Linked DNA regions of Mus musculus: region 1 is linked to region 2. The links are chromatin contacts, called in public HiChIP or PLAC-seq maps. All regions are on one chromosome and are shown on one strand. Each heading gives the region's core, a stretch centred on a gene start, on an enhancer-like site or on the middle of the called end of the contact. The rest is flanking DNA. Distances are from core to core; before and after follow the strand shown.

Region 1 (4,865 bases), core at 2,351-4,850, 460 kb after region 2:
ATATATGCTCAAGCTACATACAGAGTGGCTCACAATCTCCTGCTGCTGCCTGCCTGCCTGCGGATAAAGATGGAGAACTCGCAGCCCCATGCTGCCATGCTTCTCGCTATGACCATAATGGACTAAACCTCTGAAACTGTAAACCAGCCCCAGTTAAATGAGAGCTTTTATGAGAGCTGCTGTGGTCATGGTGTCTCTTCACAACGGTGGAAACCCTAACTAAGGCATACTGCAAGCTCAGAAAGAAAGCTTAAGAACGAAGCTAACTTTGCGTATCCCTGGATTTTGGATTCCTACCTTCCTGAACCATGGGGAAACAAAGGTACAATGCCAGCTGCCAGGTCTGTGGTATCTGCTATGGAGACTGATGCGCCCACGTGGCAGCCATCACAGTCCCAGTGTCCATAGGAGGTGGGTGGCAAGGCAAGGCAAGGTTGCTCTGCAGCGTCTCAGGGGGAAACAAAGAAGCTAGTTTAACTTGGGGCCTGTCAAAAGAACATGACGTCATCTAAGATAAGAAGCATGCAGTATGGTTTTCATTTGCTCTGCAACATTTTCAGAGTGCCAATGGCGTGAGCTGAACCCTAACACGCTGCAACCCTGGGCTGCTTGGTTCAGCTGCTGAGCCTGGACCTAGAGAGTTGTCTGCTTTTCTGCTCTGGCTATGAAAACTAAACAGAACAAAACCTGCCCTAACCTATGAGAGAATTAGATCTGTGTGGGGCCAGATAAACCAACCAACCTGTGGGCCAGGAGGGTACATGAAACAGTTGACAGGTAAAACCATCTTTGGTTATCTCCACACATTCTGTTGCTGTAACAAAATACTTGGCACTGGGTACCTTATAAAGGAAGGAGGTTTGTATAATAGATGGAACTCGGGGTTCTAGAGACTCAAGGGCATGGTGTTGGCAGCCAGGCTCAGGAGGGCACCATGGTAGAGGGAAATATTCTGCTCATGTGGGAGAGGTATTCAGCGGAGGATGAGGGAAGATGGCAGGCTTTCAACTAATTATAATTAGTTCTGGGAGGAATTAATCCAATCTCAGAAAACCTTCACTAATCTCTTCTGAGGGCAGTTCCCTGGAACCTAGCTACTTTCCACGAAGGCCCCACTTCCTGAAGGTCCAACCACTTCCATATTGCCGTAGGGTTGGAAGAACTTCCAGTATAAGCCTTGGGCAAGATGCCAGATGATTACAAGCACATTCGTGATCCCAGGTGAGGCCAGGAAAACTGCTCAGTTGTTTCTGAGACCGAACTGCTGAACCACAAAATCAAGAATAAATAAAGCAATTGTTGCTTTAAGCCATTAAGAGCCGGGGAGTGTTGTTACACAGCAATAGATAAATGACACGCCAAGCTAAAACTCAGTCTCTGCTCTCAAGGTGATGGTAGTTCAGGGACTCCCATGGCCACCTGCACACTCTCCTTGCTGAGCCAGACAATCCTAGAAGAGAAACAGCGACTGTGCTTTGGCTAATTGAGCATCTGTTTCCCCCGGGGCCTGGATGACCTCAGGGTTATAACTCATCCCCTACGCCCGTTCATCCTGCATATTGTGCTGAGCTAGGGTCTGGCATACAGCAGGTGCCCAATAGGCATTTACTCAATTAGTGAACCGCCATGGGACTTGCTCAGGATGCTAGCATCCCCTGCTGAGATGACTGTAGCAGTCTCCTAACTGCTGCCAGCCACACCCAGCCTTGTCCCTGAAAACCCACCAGCCATCCCAGGAAGGAAACTTTGATAAAACTTTATAAAGTACAAAGCTACCCAAGTGCAGCTCCTAAATGAACACAAACTTTTGCTTCCTGCTTCCTCGGAATGATTTATGAACTGCAATCTGTGAGTGTGGTCGTATGTGCGGTGGGGACTAGACAAAAGGCCTTGCATATACTAAGCAAGTGTTCTATAATCAAGTTACAGTCCCAGCCCTAGGGTTCTTGAAATAGGGTCTTGCTATGTAGCTCAGGCTAGCCTCTAATTCCCATCTGCCTCCCCCCTCACGCCCAGTGCTTGGATCTCAGGCATACAGGGTCATATCTCTCAAAGTCTCGCAAATTCTCAACCCCAATTCCATCCTCCCATCTTGCACTCTCCTCCCTGAGCAGCCCTGCCCCTGACACACACACTGTTGAAGCCTTACCACCAGGTCTCTGTTTCTTTCATCGGGCACACTTTCTAACGCCTCTGAGCTTTTACATACTCTAGCTAGAAAGTCACCAACAACACCAACACCCTCATTCCCATGCTTGGCTAGACCCCACTCACCTTTCAGGGAGCTTTGTGTCTGGCAATGGTTTTGTTTGCTTTATATTTGGAGGGAGTGTATGTGAGCCTTGGCACAGGTGTGGGCATCTGAAGATGTTACTGACTTAGCTCTCCACCATGAGGATTCTGGGATTGAACTGAGGTCATCCGGCTTGTTGCAATCGCCTTTCCTGCTGAGCCTTTTTTTTTTTTTTCTTTTTTCTTTTTTTGAGATGGGAGTCTTGCTATGCAGCTCTGGCTGGAATGGAGCTCACTTTATAGACTGGGCTGGCCTCAAACTCATAGAGATCCACTGGCCTCTGCCTCCTGAGTGATCGATGCCACCACGCCTGGCCCTACTGAGCCTTTTTGATGGACCTGTGTTTTTTCTTTGTTTGTTTGTTTGAGACAGGATCTCATGTATCCCAGACTGACCTGAAAGTCACTGCATAGCTGAGGATGACTTGAAACTTCCCATCCCAAGTGCTGGTATTATAGGTATGTACCACCACACCTGATTGTCTTTGTGTGTGTGTGTGTGTGTGTGCACTTGTGTGCTTAATTGTGTATATGTGTGAGTGTGTATATATGTGTGTGTGCTTGATTGTGTGTGAGTGTGTGTATGTGTGCTTGTGTGCTTGATTGTGTGTGAGTGTGTGTGTGTGTGTGTGTGTGTGTGTGTGTGTGTGGTTGATTATTCATTTTATCTGAATTGAGAGATGACAGAAAGTATGATGGACACTGACTTATGGGCAGTGTGTATCAGTTTGATTGAATGGACCAGGATTTGGGAAGCACAGTGATGACAGACTTGCCATAAGGAAGGTGGGAAGAGGTATTCTGACTGGCTTCCAGCCATGGCACAAAAGATACTTGTGTTTCAAAGAAAATCTTAGTGAAAAGGACTCATGGCAGAGAAGGCTCTCAGTAGCCAGCCAGACAAGACGGGACAGCCCACGGTAACAGCCCACCTTTCTGCAGGTCTTCCCTGTGCTATCTCAGTATACCCATGTACGATTCAGACACAGTGGCCAGAATGCAGGCTGTGGCTCCAACACATGACTTAGCTTCACCAAGACTACTGCAGCCTGTGCCAACACATCTCACCTGTTATCAGCAGAAACATTAAAGACCTAATATATCACCCCTCCCCAGTAGGCCCCAAGTTACCTGGTGTCAGGTGGGTTCCACTGGACTCGTCCCAGCATGGAGGATCACGAATTAGCCTCACCAACAAGCATTCCAGGATTCCAGGAAGGCAAGGAGTGGCCCTCTCACCTACACTGATTCAAATCGCCCACAGTATTGATTTCTGTGGCCACTACAGTGAGTCACTTAAAACCTGATGGCTTGAAGCAACAACAGATTCTCTCACAGTTCCGGAGGGCAAAGGTCAGTTTCACCAGGTCTCGGCCAAGGTGTGGGCACTCCCCACAGAGCACAAGGGGAGAATCCAGACTTCCAGCTAATGGCTGGCAGCAGCATCCCGCTTCTGTGTCTGTCCTCAAATCACCTGCTCTTTTGTGTGTACAATCTCCCTCTGCCTCTCTCTCAAAAAGACACTAGTGGGCCTGGAGGTCTGCCTTCATGGCCGAGTGCTTGCTTGGCATATGAGGGGCCCTGGGGTTTTATTCTCAGCAGTACCACCATCTCATCAAAATGAACAAACAAACAAAATGTATTTATGATCATACCCAAGGCCTATCTCTAACAGAGGATAATTTTCTCTTGTCAGGATCCTTAATTGCAGGCTGTAATCCCAGCATCAGGGAGGCTGAGGCAAGACAACCAAGAGTTTGAGGCCTTGGGTAAGAGAGATGGCTCAGTGGGTAAAGGCACTTGCCACCAAGCCTGGTGACCTGAGTTCAAACCTCAGGCCCCACGTGGTGGAGGGAGAGACTACTGTAATTTGTCCTCTGATTTTTTGCAAGCATGCTGTGGTTGGGATGTTTGCATTTGTGTTCACACACATCAACACATGAGGGGTTTAGTTTTAAAAAGTCTTGAAGAGTTCTGAGGCCACCCTGGACTATGTAGTGAGATAGCCTCAGGAAAAATTTAATAAACAAACAAAAGCTTAATTTAATATGCACTCTCTCTCTTTTCCTTATGAGGTGACAGTCTACAGAGATTAGAAATTCCTCCTTTTGGTGGCCATTATTTAGCCTATACACCCACTTACCAAACTTTTGCATTTGGCTCCTGTAACATCGGTCCCTGCTACATTGGAAGTCTTCATCCTGAGGGCAAGAAATGAGTTTGCAACTCATTGTATCTTCTCATTGTCACATAACGATGAATGAAAGGAAGAGGTAATGTCCTGGCTGCATGGACTTGCTTCCTGTTACCGGGGGAAGCTGAGCTGCTACTTATCAGAACAGGGTAGAATCCAGGGATGCTCTAAGGCTCATCTTAACAGTCAGCCCTCTGTCCTCTGTATCTGTATCTCTGTATCTGCATCCATAGTTCCAATCACTGTGGAGACAGATGACGTGAAGGTAAGTAGATGGATGAACAGATGATAAATAGATGGCTGACTAATAAATAGATGATAGTTATATAGATTGGAAGTCTATAGATATATAGACTAGGCAGGTAACCCTGATCTAGAT
Region 2 (4,625 bases), core at 226-2,725:
TAGAGACACCAAGTGCCCAGGCCTGAAGGCGAGACCCAGGGCTTGTGACTTAGGGTTTGGGTGGGGCTTGGGTGGAGCAGTGTGCAGCCACTGCCTGCCAGGCCTTTCCTGAGCCTTCCCTGTCAGCTGTTGAGCTGGGTGCTAGCCAGGCACCCTGGGGGAAGTTGGGTGTGTATGCTTATGTGTGTGTGCGTCACTCTGAGTGAGCGACATGGAACACCCAGTGTGTAGCAGCCCTGCCGGTGCCAGTCCAAGGCTGAACTCCCTGGCCTCTCTGGCAATTCTTCTCTCCCACCTTAGAGACCATATCCCACACCAGGTCCACCACATGCTACCTCCCGTTCACCTTGCACCCACCCTGCACCTCCAGCCCATGCCCTGGCCAAACTCTGAATTCATTACCCCTCAACTAACAGCCCCCTGAGGCTAGAATACCACCACCATCACTCAGGACCACTGCTGAGTCCTCATTATCAGTCTCACTAGCTGGGATATCCCCTGCCTCTACCAGAAACATCACAAACACACAAATACATATATGCAGATACACACATACACACACACACACCAGTTCACATATATATGTACACACAAATGCACGTGCCACTAAATACATGAAATAACACACATACACATACCATATGCTGCACACATAGACACACATATGAGTACACACATAAAACACATGCCTTACCAAGGGTTGGTCGAGGAGAACTTTCCAGAATCCCATGCTGGCCAGACTGAACCACTTCTTGCCCTTTGTAAGCTGGCCTCAAAGCTATAGAGCCTTGGCCTCCTCACTTCACTGAGACCAAAGGAACAGAACCGTTTAAAATGGTAGCATCAGGCCTGGGTCTAAATGACCCTCATGGGTCATTTAGTTACTGTGTAGCTGTGGCTGAGTTACATACCTCTCTGGGCGCTTCCTCTGTAAGTGGCTAGCGGCCCTCAGGAACCTGAGGGGCAGCACAGAGCCTACACCATTCGCTACTTGCTCGGCCTGACAACTTCTGCATCCTGTTCAAACAACATTTAAATGCCACAAGCCTCTGATAACCTACTGCTGGTTCTTATGAGCGCCAGTGATACCCTGGGCACCCATTCTACATTCTTTCTCTGTTCCGGTGCTCTTCGGTGACCATCTTGTTAATAGGAAGGATGCTAATTATGTTTGATTAATGAATGGATGAAGCAGGAGCCCCTGCAGAAGAGTAGCATGTGGTCACATGAGGTACAGATACACACACACACACACACACACACACACACACACACACACACATCTCTGGGAGGGAGGGTATGTAGGCCCCAGATTCCCAGGTATGAGGCTGCAGGGGGCAACCTCTAGGCCTGACCCTGGCCACCTGGGTGGCAGAGTTGCCAGTTGCCAGCTGGCAGCCGGCAGCCCAGCAGAGTCTGAGCCTGGCAGTGCTGCCAAACGCCTACTCACACCAGCCGCTCATTTCCTGGGCCTACCCACAAAGCTAGTGGGCAAGCTGGGTCCAAGGCGGCCCTGAGGTGCCTTGCCAGAAAGAGAAGCCTCGGGGAGGATAACCTGAGGAGAGGGGAGAGGAAGGAATAAACAGAGAGCCTCTACCTCTTATCCCCCCAGGCACAGCCAAAGGTCTGTCTAACCTCTGATGTCTCTTCTGTGCCATTGAGGATCAGGAATGGGTAAGAGGTTAAGTGTCCCTCTGCATTGGGGAACTGAAGTCACCCCCAAGGAAGCATGTGAGAACAGGTGTGGCCACAAGAGGGCGACCAAGCTTCACCCCACAAGGAGCAGAGCTACAAGGCTTGCCCCTGGTACTGGACCTGGGCACAAAGGAGACAAGGCCAGAGTTGGAGCTTGAGGTTGGGCACAATCTACTCATGCTTGTCCCCAGCCAAAGCCATTACCCACACTGTCTCTTTTCAGAAGGTGACAACACGGTGGCTTCAGCAACAGAAGCATCTGAACCAAGGAGCTATTCCTCTTAGGAACTTTACAAGTGAAGAGAGTAACTCAGAGAGGTCAAGGGGTTTGCCCTGGTCACACAGCAAACAGGAATTCAGTGGGTTAGGCCTCCATTCTGGCATTAGTGAGGAAAGCAGGTCTGGGGCCTTACCAGCACTCACAAGCTCGGAGAAGGAACAACGACAACAACATTAACAGCAACACCGTGATTACAGCTCTTTCAGGCCCTTCTCTGGGTAGTTTAGGGTAGGAATAATCATGAGAAGTAGCCACAGGCCCTTTGTGTATCTCCCATGCCTGTCCTCCACAGACATCTCCTCACCCCCGCATCATACCTCAGCCCCAGCCTGGCCTCACCCCAGAGCAGTGCTTCTCAGCCTTCCTAATGCTGCAACCCTTTAATATCCTCATGCTGTGGTGACCCTCCAGCCATAAAATTATATTTGTTCCTACTTCATAACTGTAACTTTGTTACTGTATGAGTTACAATGTAAATGTCTAAGTTTTCAACTCCCCCACCAAAGGGGTTTCGATCCTTACTTAGGTCAAGCACTGCTGTCCCAGAAGTCTCCACTCCACCTGCAGTCCCTCAGCCTCTGCACTCTGCCTAGCTGTACCTTCTCAACGCCCATCCCCCTCGCCCTCAGACCACTGACTTCCATTCTGCCCTCTGGAAACTGGCCTTCAATGTTGACACATGCCAAGCAGGGTACTTCCTTCCTGTCCAGTCAGGAGGTCGAGAAGCCTCTATATAGCCAGAGTCTTTGGGACCCACCCTGGCTCCCCAAAGTTTCCCACCCACTTCAAAGATCCAAGCATGAGACAAACAAAACAGCCCACTTCTGTGGAACCCATGCGACTCCCAGCCCTGAGATCCATGCTTCCCTCTCCACTCCCTCTCTTTGTCTCCTCACTCCGTCAGTAAATGTGTCCCCCTCTGTAGATAACCCAAAAATCCTCCCTCAGCTACTCCAGCTCCGGCCAGCTCCAGCCAGCTCCAGCCTGCTCCAGCCAGCTCCAGCCAGCTCCAGCCAGCACCAACCAGCTCCAGCCAGCTCCAGCCAGCTCCAGCCAGCTCCAGCCAGCTCCATCCTCTACCCTCTCAGACTCTTTTCCACCTGCCTTTTGTGCCTGAATATTCTACCTTAAATTTGCTGTGACAAAATTAGGCCTCCCTGTTCTGCACAAACTTATTCCAAAGTGCCCGAGATACACCTAGTTCAAACTCAGGGTTCAGTGACTCTGAGGTCCGAGAGCTCCTTCTCACCCTTTCCGGGTCTCTAAGGTGGGAGCGTTGGGAAGTCTTCTTGCACATTACCAGAGAGGTGCTGATTGTCACCCCAAGTGTTCTGTATGCAAACACTTCCAGGAGCTGAAGGCACAGGCATCTGGTAGATGCCTGCAGGCCAGCTTTGGTAAATTAGTGCCACCCAGGCACACTGGCAAGCAATGATAGCTCCTCCTCCCAAGGCTAAAGAAGACCTCAGCTAGGAGTGAGGACAGTCTTGGCTCTCCCTGGCCCATGGGGGAGGGGACAGGATCCCTTAGCCACCTCTGCAGTGTTATTCAAGCAGCTCCCAACCCATCTCTGCTCTGACTGCCTCCCTCTGGTGTGACGTCACTGTGCCTTACTCAAACAGGTAAATCCAGGCCTCTGTGTGGGCTGTCCTTGACATCTTGTCATCCTTTGGCATAGAGCCCAGGGTGGGCATGAGCCACCACAGGAGGGAGTAGAGGACCAACACAGGCCGTGTGGGCCATCTCTGTAAGTCCTTCATGCTCCATGTCAACCATACAGCCCCCATCTTTTTGTCTTTGTGTGTGTGTGTGTGTGTGTGTGTGTGTGTGTGTGTGTGTGTGTTGGGTGGGGTGGGGAGGTGAGACTGGATGTCCTGTCTGCCACTGTACCTTTAACAAATCCCTACCTCTCACCTGCTTGGCCGATTCCGAGATCTTGGATCGTCACTTCTGCCCACACATGTGCCCCACAGGGCTTTGGCCCCCTCCCTGCTCAGGGAAGGCCCACTCCTGCCCATGGCCCTGGCTGCTTCCTCGGTGCTCCAGAGTTGACAGAGAACAGTGCAGGCAGCAAGTTCAGCTCTGTTATTTCTCCACCTCAGTTTCCCTACCCTTACTGTAAGGATGAGGTGGTTTGGGGCCCAGGCAGTTAACACCACACCTCACAGCAAATACAGGCATAAAACAGGGCTTTGTCAAGTTTGGATCATTCAGAAGGTGTATTCTATCAGCCCTATTTATTGCAGTGAGTAAATTGAAACCCAGGTACCCAGTAACTAAGGCCAAAGAAGTCTCAGGTCGCAGAGCTAGGGAGCAGAATGGAAAGACACAGGGACTGGGGATATGGCTCAGACTGTCTCTGCAGACCCCAAAGGGATCCAGATAGAAGTGGGATATGTCAGGTTGTAGCTCTAGGGCATGAAAGGAAGAAGGGAAGGGAAGGGAAGGGAAGGAAGAAAAGAAAAGAGAGAAGGTGAGAAAGAAGAAAGGAGCAGAGCTGCAGATGGGGGGAGGGCAGGGCAGAGGTGAGGACAGGCACGGGGCAGGCCCGTGATGCTGGGGTCAGCAGAATAGCATGGGCTGCTGGTTAGTGTAGGTGCCCTGACGTCTCTGCTGCTCTGGGCGACTTTGCCAGTCAGCCTGCACAACC

What was found. HiChIP or PLAC-seq counts read pairs in DNA pulled down with a chosen protein or histone mark.
Region 1: a contact with region 2 is called in a FOXA1 HiChIP or PLAC-seq map of pancreatic cancer cells. The contact joins two enhancer-like sites. A contact is called at or near these places in 17 of 484 Hi-C or Micro-C datasets (B cells, the C10 cell line, the CH12 cell line and 7 more), 1 of 115 datasets of contacts at active chromatin or transcription factors (pancreatic cancer cells) and 1 of 9 other capture datasets (embryonic stem cells).

Annotation. Positions count from the first base shown.
Region 1 is chr4:120,685,936-120,690,800 of GRCm38.p6, forward strand. No RefSeq gene overlaps it. Among named protein-coding and RNA genes, the nearest start is that of Cited4, 22 kb to the left of the region's middle. Within about 2 kb of position 3,601, at least 12 of the 459 cell types and tissues checked have an H3K27ac peak or open chromatin away from gene starts, as enhancers often do. A contact at or near this core is called in pancreatic cancer cells, where this site is marked.
Region 2 is chr4:120,223,891-120,228,515 of GRCm38.p6, forward strand. The region is part of intron 1 of Gm36134 (a long non-coding RNA gene); the gene reads right to left. Among named protein-coding and RNA genes, the nearest start is that of Gm36013, 35 kb to the left of the region's middle. Within about 2 kb of position 1,476, at least 63 of the 459 cell types and tissues checked have an H3K27ac peak or open chromatin away from gene starts, as enhancers often do. A contact at or near this core is called in pancreatic cancer cells, where this site is marked.